Regions from separate parts of the Callithrix jacchus genome. Here region 2 is linked to region 1. Evidence: chromatin contacts called from public Hi-C data. All regions are on one chromosome and are shown on one strand. Each heading gives the region's core, a stretch centred on a gene start, on an enhancer-like site or on the middle of the called end of the contact. The rest is flanking DNA. Distances are from core to core; before and after follow the strand shown.

Region 1 (3,513 bases), core at 716-3,215:
TCCCCCTTCCACCTCTACCTTGGATAAAACTGTGCCAGTCACTACCGCTTGGAAACCCACTCCTTCCCCTAGCACACGACCCCTCCCCTAATCCCCTCTTTTTTGGGGGGGGGCGAGGAGACGTAGAAAACACAGCCTCCAATTCAGCACCAAACGCATGAACAGCAGACACCTGATCCTCCACCCCAGTCTAGGGCTGGGTCCCCTCCATGTTAGCCAAGTTCAAAATCACTGCCCCAGGAGAAGAGCAGGGGGAAGCGGGATTACGGACCTTCGGGGATAGGGAGGTATGGAGGGAAGAGGAGAGAGAAATAGAGACAGAATGAAACAGAGACACAGAAATGGAGGCAGTGAGACACAAAATATTCCACAAGCAAGAGTAATGATCATATTCATGCCAATAGTGTGATGTTCTGATCAATATGGCGGACGCTGTCATTCATACAACTACAGGCGCTCCCCTTCCCCCTCCCAAAAAACACCCACCCGGTAGTTGGGGTGGAGGACCAAGAACCAACGTAGGGAGTGGGGGAGGGGAGTCAAATATAGGGGTGTGTGTGTGTGTGTGCGTGTGTGTGCACGAATTAAAAAACAGGCCTGGAGAGCAATGTGGAGTAAGCAAGGTAATAAAAACGATTTTAAAAATTATTCTTAATAAAAGTACAAATCCCAGTGCCACAGGGACTTACTTCATCTGCTTCACAATGGTGCTTTTTCCTGATTCTCCAGCCCCTGTTGGGACACAGACAGTGGGGAAAAACTGGTGAGTGTCAGCTTAAAGGAACGGGGGGGGGGGGGCTAAGGCATGCGAGGGGGTGGGCGATCCTGGGCACATGGTGGTGCCAACTTAGGGACCAGGTCTACCGGCTGCGGGTGGGGTGGAGGAGCTGGCGGCAGGGGTGCGGAGTGGCCGGGGTCGGGGGATGGGGGTGGTAGCGGCGGTTCTTACCCAGTAGGAGTAATTTCACATCTTTGGCGGCGCTGATGCCATCCTCTTTGAGGTTTTTCTCAATCGCCTTGCTCCGCTCGAGGGCGGCTCTCTCCTCTGCGCTCAGAGTACATCCCATGGTGGCCCCTTCCCTGCCACAGCCCGCACAACTCCGCTGGCACGGCTCCCCGGCTCGGCGCGCCCCCCACCCCCCCAGAGAGCAGAGCCTGGGCTCAAGGGGGGAAAATCACGATATCCTCTCCTGGGCTGGAAACAAAAATGTCGCGTAACCAGAACCCCCCAAAAAGACAGCCGCTAACAAGATTCCAGTAGCGGAGACTCGCGGCAGCTGGTGGGGATCTGGGGGTGTCGAGTCGAGGATGGCCGGAGTCAGGGGCTCCGGAGCCGAGGGAGGAGGCGCCCGCGGGCCGAGGAGGCGCGGGCTGCAGGCACTGAGGCTTGTGCACGACCCAAAATAAATAAAATAATAGTCGAGGCTGGAGCCGCAGCCGGAGCCGACGGAGGGTGGGGTGGGGGGCAGGGTGGGTCCTGCTGCCGCGGCTGCTGGAGGAGGAGGCGGTGGCGGCGGCGGAGGAGGAGGTGGCGGAGGCGGCGGCGGCGGCGCGGGATGTGGAGGGAGTGAGTTAGGGGGTGCTGCTAGTGCATGTGCATCGCCGCTCTTCAGCCGTCGGTGCGTCCGCGGCGCCTTCGCCGACCCCCGCGCGCTGGGCAGGGCTGGGCAGGGGGCCGGACCGGGGGGCAGGTCTCTAGCGGGAGGCGGCGTTGCGGTCTCCCAGAGCTCTCATCGCTCGGTGAGCCTACCGGAGAGAGGGAGAGCGCCAGGGAGCCGCGGCCAGCCGGGTGCTCGAGGGAGAGGGAGAGAGAGAGAGAGGCAGGGAGGGAGGGGAAAAAAAAAAAAATGGTAGAGCGAAGGAGCGCGCCCGCGCCAGGGCCCGGGTTGGGGGAGGAGGCGAGCGCAGAGCGCGAGTGAGCCAGCGACTCTGCGCACCCGGCTCCGCGGGCCGCCGGCTGACGTCAGCAGGGCCGCGCGCCGAGCCCCCGGGACTGGGAGAACGCGGGGCGGGGGAGGCGCGCGCCGGGGGTCCGCGTCAGCCGGCGGAGGCGCGCACGCGCGTTCGCGGAGCATCCTCCCCCCTCCCCCAAGCGCCCTCCGGGCCCGCGGCTCCCCGGGGGTGGGCGCGTGCGAGGCTGGCGGGGGCGGGGCGTGGGGCCGGGCGCGCGCCGGGGCGCCCTACCCCGCCCCTGCCCCCGCCCCACGCGGCGGCGGCGCGGACCTCCTTGTCAATGGGAGTGCTGGGCCGGGCAGGCAGCGCGGCAGTCAGGTGGGCCCCCCAGCTCGCGGCCAGCGCGGCCTCTGTCCCTCTCCCGCAGGCTCTCCATCTTGTCTCCCGCAGCCCGCCTTCTCCGTGGCTCTCCAGCTGCTGGGGCCGCAGAGCCGAGGTCAGGTTACCTCAGGAGACGCGATGTGGTAGTGGGTTGCAATAAAACCTCGCGCACCAGAATTCGCCTCTGGGGCGTGAGGACAGATTCGGACTTTTCGAGTCCTTAGTCCACATTTATAGAGCACCTACTATGTGAGAGCCAAGGCTGTAAGGAGAGGAATGCAGCGGGCCGAGAAAAGCCTGGGCCTGTTCTCCGGGAGCCGCTGCCTCCAGGGCCGTCGGCGACCCTGCTCGGAGATCCCAGCCGCCGCTCTCCGTGCAAGAGGGGTGCCCACCCTCGGAGGCGTGAGGGCCCGGAGCGGAGGGACAGGGCTTCAAGCGACCGGGAGCTTGCAGCAAACCCCTGATCCCTGAGCAGTTTTATTTAAAAAGCTTTTGCAGATGTTGGACGGTTTAGTCTGGTGGAGGCCTCTTTGCACTGAATTCTTCTGTTTTCCCCCTTCCAAACACACAAAATGAATTTTGAATAGATTCTGGATGAGAGATTTTCTTCCTTTTTTCATCTTCTGAAACATTTCCCCCTCATTTCTATGCCGATAGAAAGACCCAGAAACCCGGGTCAGTTACTCGGTGTACAGCTAGTCAAATACTGAGGAAACCAGTTGATATTTGCCAAAGATTGGGCATATTCTGGGTGGTCTCAGATTTTGAAGAAATGAATTTTTTACTGCACAAAATAATTTTACAATTAGTTCCATCAGACAGCCCCAGGGGCTCTCCTAGGGAAAGGGGCCAATAGGCAAGGTTGCATGGGGATAAGAGAGGCAAGCGGCCAGTGGAAAACGTTGTTTTTTTTTTTTCCCCTAACAGTTGGGCATTTCTGTGGCTCTGAAAGCAAACTTGTTTGTTTCATTTCAAGGATAGAAAAAAAACACTCCTGTTTTGGAAATGTAACCCAGCATAAAAATACATTTGCAATGGGGTAAAAGAAGGCAGATTAGGGCCACCCAGAAGAAAATACTTTTTCCCCAATTTTTTTTTTTTAATTTGGTATTTCCCAGTGTGGGTTTGCCTTATTTTACAATTAAGTGCCTATGTCAAGTTGTGCGTATGTGATTTAAATATTTTAATTTGAATCACATTTTACATAGTCTAGGAAACTGACAAAGGAATCCTATAGAG
Region 2 (3,513 bases), core at 355-2,854, 130 kb before region 1:
AATCCTAATGGGTATAACTCTTCAACAGCTGCCCATCATTCCTGCATTCCAGATTCCTTAGGGCCTACAAAGCCTCTGCCTGCCTCTCTGTTCTGACATTCTCCAACTTTCTCCCTCTCACAGGGCTCCAGCCACACAGCCTTACTCCTATTCCCCAAATAAGCTAGGTAATCCCACCTCAAGGTGGGCCCCACCCTATCTCAAATGTCACCTCCTCGGGGAAGCCCTCCTCCCTGCTCCCAAAGCACACAGCGCACACCATGGTACAGCACGTGCTGTATGTGCCTGGTTCTCAGGGCAGGGATCATTTCCTGATTTCTCATGGTACCTGGGGCGTCGCACAGTGCTTGGTAGAGAGTTGGTGCTCGGCCAGGTTTGCAGGATGTAGGTTTCCTTGGCATTTTAATATCAAGGCTTGGCCCTAGTTTCTCACTCAAGCCTATCTATCCTCTAACTCTTGTCAGTTTGTATCTCTAATGATTGCAGCAGGTGGGTATCCTGCTTAGGTGAGGCAGCTTGCTAAAAATCACATTACCAGTAAGGAAAGCCTGGACTCAAAGGCAACCTCCTCTACGGTGCCAGAGCCAGCAGCCCTGGACTTGCATATTGGACAAGGCCTGGCCACCTGAGGTGTGAGCTGAGAACTCACTGGTACCCAGTTCAGCCCCTGAGCAGAGGGAAGAGAGATGTGCCTAAGACAGACAGAAGGGCCAGGCCTGAAGGGAAGGAGGGGCTTTACCAGCACAAAGGAGGGTGGCGGGCTTCACAAGCAATTCCTAGAGCCAGGGGAGGCCCTGCCCCTTTGTCTGCCTGCTTTTAGGGGCCTGGGGGGGGGCTCACACTGAGCCTGAACTTCTCATCCAAGGCTTCTCCTGGGCCCATGGGAGTGTGTGTGGGGTGGGTATTTTCTAGCACTGTTCTCTTTGCTACCAGCCCCATTGCACTGCTGTTTCTTGCTGGTCAGAGCGTGCCTGGACACCCAGCTCATATGAGAACATGACAAAACACATGCATGTCCTCAGGGCAGACTCACCAGGTGCTGTGGTCTGATTGTTTATGTCCCTCCACAAATTCCTCTGCCTAAATCCTAACCCCCAAGATGCTGGCATTAGGAGATGGGGCCTTTCGGAGGTGATCAGGTCTTAAAGGTGGAGTTCTCACAAAGGGGGTCAGTGCCCTTATAGGAGAGGCCCCAGAGACCTGCACCCCTTCCACCACATGAGCACCCAGCAAGAAGGGGCTGTCGATAAGAAAGCAATCCCCACCTGACACTGATCTGCCAGCGCCTTGATCTCGAACTTCCTGGCTTCCAGAACTGTGAGAAACAAACTTCCGTTGTTTATAAGCCACCCAGCATATGGTATTCTGCTACAGTAGCCTGAACAAATGAAGATCCCAGGTCTGGCCTGTAAGAGTTTTACACAGGGCAGACTGCTAGAGCTGACTTCTACAGGAAACTCATGTTGTGCTCCCACTCAGGCAGTGCTGTAGGAGGGGCAGCGGTGACCGCTTCCAGGTGGCAGTGAAGGCCTGCCCACTCCTCTCTGCCCAGTCCTGTTCTGCTGGGCAGCTGCCCTCTCCGCCTCTGTGGCTTTTCTCTCTTGTTTTCTGGCAGCAGAGCCCCAGTTCCCAGAAGGGAAGCACCATTCTCCAACCCAATCTGAGTAGTTTGCATTGAGGTGAATCTCCCCTGATTTTAGGGGTGGACACATGCGCTAGGCTTGGCCAACACATCCTGCTGGCCTGTGATCAGTCTGGGGTGGACAAAGAATCCCTATTTCTCAAATTAGACTAACAATCAGTCTCCACTTCCAGCCAGCCCCAGGACACATGTAGCAACTATTAGGAAAGAGAGGCTCTCAAAGGAAGCCCCCCCAGCAAAGTGTGCAGCCATCGCTGAGGAAAGCAGAGCTGAGAGGGAGACACCTGAGTCATGGTAACATGTCAATGCCTGGATCTAGCTGCACCTGCAGCCACAGAGACCTCTGGGCTTTCTAATTATCTGACTCAATCAATCCCCTGATTTAAAAAAAAAGCCAGTGGAGGATATGTTGTTTGTTTGTTTGGTTTATATTTGCACTTGTACCTCAAATAGTCCTATTATACCCCCCAGCCTGCCAAGGCTAATTCGGGGCCTACCTCCTTTAGGAAGTCCCCTCCCATTCCTGCAGCACCCCTGGCTTTCCCGGCAGCTGAGTCTGCTCCTCTTTTACTGTCTGACCACACCCCATGCACCGTGCCCACATGCCGTGTGGCGTTTCCTGCGTGGGTGGCTCCTCTCTCTCCCATAGGCCTGGCATGGCACTAGCGGTGTTGTGAGCACTGGCCACATGCTGCACACTACAGGCAGTCTGGGGGATTCAGTAGCAGGCAGTCCTGTAAGGAGTTTACGGACATGCGTGTCTGCCTGAGGCCTGAAGGAGTGGGCCCCTATTCCCACGACTGTCCCCACGGTTCTGAGGCTCAGCTTCAGAGAGGAAGGTAGGGGCTCTCTGTTGTACATGAGGGAAAATGTGACTGCATGTCCTCAGATGTGTAGGTGTGGGTGGGATGGGTTTTGTAGTCATTTGCCCAGGATGGCCCTGCCTCGTCATTCTGCACCTGTTGGAATCCACCATGGAATCCAACATCTGACTCTCCTGCCACTCCACACCCTTCGAGGAGCCTCCTCCACCAGCCTCCTATGCTCGCTTCCTCCTTGGACTTTTAGTCCTGCTCCATGCAGCCTTCTGGGGGGCTTCAGACTGCAAATTCAGGAGCTACCCTGACCTGAGATCCAGCTTCAGTTTCCAGCTTGAGCAAGGGGTATAATCTTTCTGAGGCTCAGTGTCCTCACCTGCAAAATGGGGATGACAGTACCATTATTTTCTTTACAAGGCTGTTGTGTGAGCAAATGGAGGGCACTTAGCACAGGAGCGGCCCTGAGGAGTGGGCTGCGCTAGTGCCCACCCAGTGGACAAGTATCCATGGCTCCACCTTGTGGGCTGCCCAGGGCCACATAGAGATGAGAAGAGCAACCTGCCCACCCTCATGATGATCAGGGGCATGGGAGGAGAATGGGGTTTTTTAGGGCATGGCTGAGACTGTGTATTTCTGAATGTTAACAGTGAGCAAGATGCCATTGTCATGGGTTTAGGATCAGGAGGCTGGGAGAGGTTGTGATTTCTCAGGCCACCTACAGGACTCTTCCACATTGATGATTTAAAGACATATTTTTTCATAGTAACCAGCATGAACATATTTTTTCACAGTAACCAGTACAATCTTTCTGACTAAATGGTATCTCACTCTTCATGTTGACAAATAAATGGCTCAAAGCTGCCATGGTGGAGGTGAGGCACTTTGGGGGAACTTCAAGATTCTGGAGAACCCCCTATGTAAACCTTTGCACTGCACCTGTAAGCAGCTGGAGAAAGGGGTAGGCGGGGAGAGGAAGAGGCCGGTGGAGACAAGGCCCAGGGGACAGTCCATTGAGAGGGGTAGGGACCTTGGTACAGGTGCCCTCCCAGAAGC

Evidence for each region. Hi-C and Micro-C count contacts between places; a contact is called where the count stands out from the background.
Region 2: a Hi-C map of skeletal muscle shows a contact between it and region 1, with 2.2 times the contacts expected there. The contact joins the enhancer-like site here to the promoter of GNAO1 in region 1. A contact is called at or near these places in 2 of 3 Hi-C or Micro-C datasets (induced pluripotent stem cells and skeletal muscle).

Annotation. Positions count from the first base shown.
Region 1 is chr20:14,059,348-14,062,860 of calJac240_pri, reverse strand. GNAO1 (G protein subunit alpha o1) reads right to left here and starts at 1,965. Exons shown (of 9, transcript XM_002760959.7): 1 at 950-1,965; 2 at 690-732. The coding sequence starts at 1,067. It overlaps LOC118149763 (a long non-coding RNA gene), which reads left to right and starts at 2,207. Exons shown (of 6, transcript XR_013530495.1): 1 at 2,207-2,271.
Region 2 is chr20:14,191,687-14,195,199 of calJac240_pri, reverse strand. The region is part of intron 3 of GNAO1 (G protein subunit alpha o1); the gene reads right to left. Among named protein-coding and RNA genes, the nearest start is that of AMFR, 100 kb to the left of the region's middle. Within about 2 kb of position 1,604, at least 1 of the 16 cell types and tissues checked has an H3K27ac peak or open chromatin away from gene starts, as enhancers often do. A contact at or near this core is called in skeletal muscle, where this site is marked.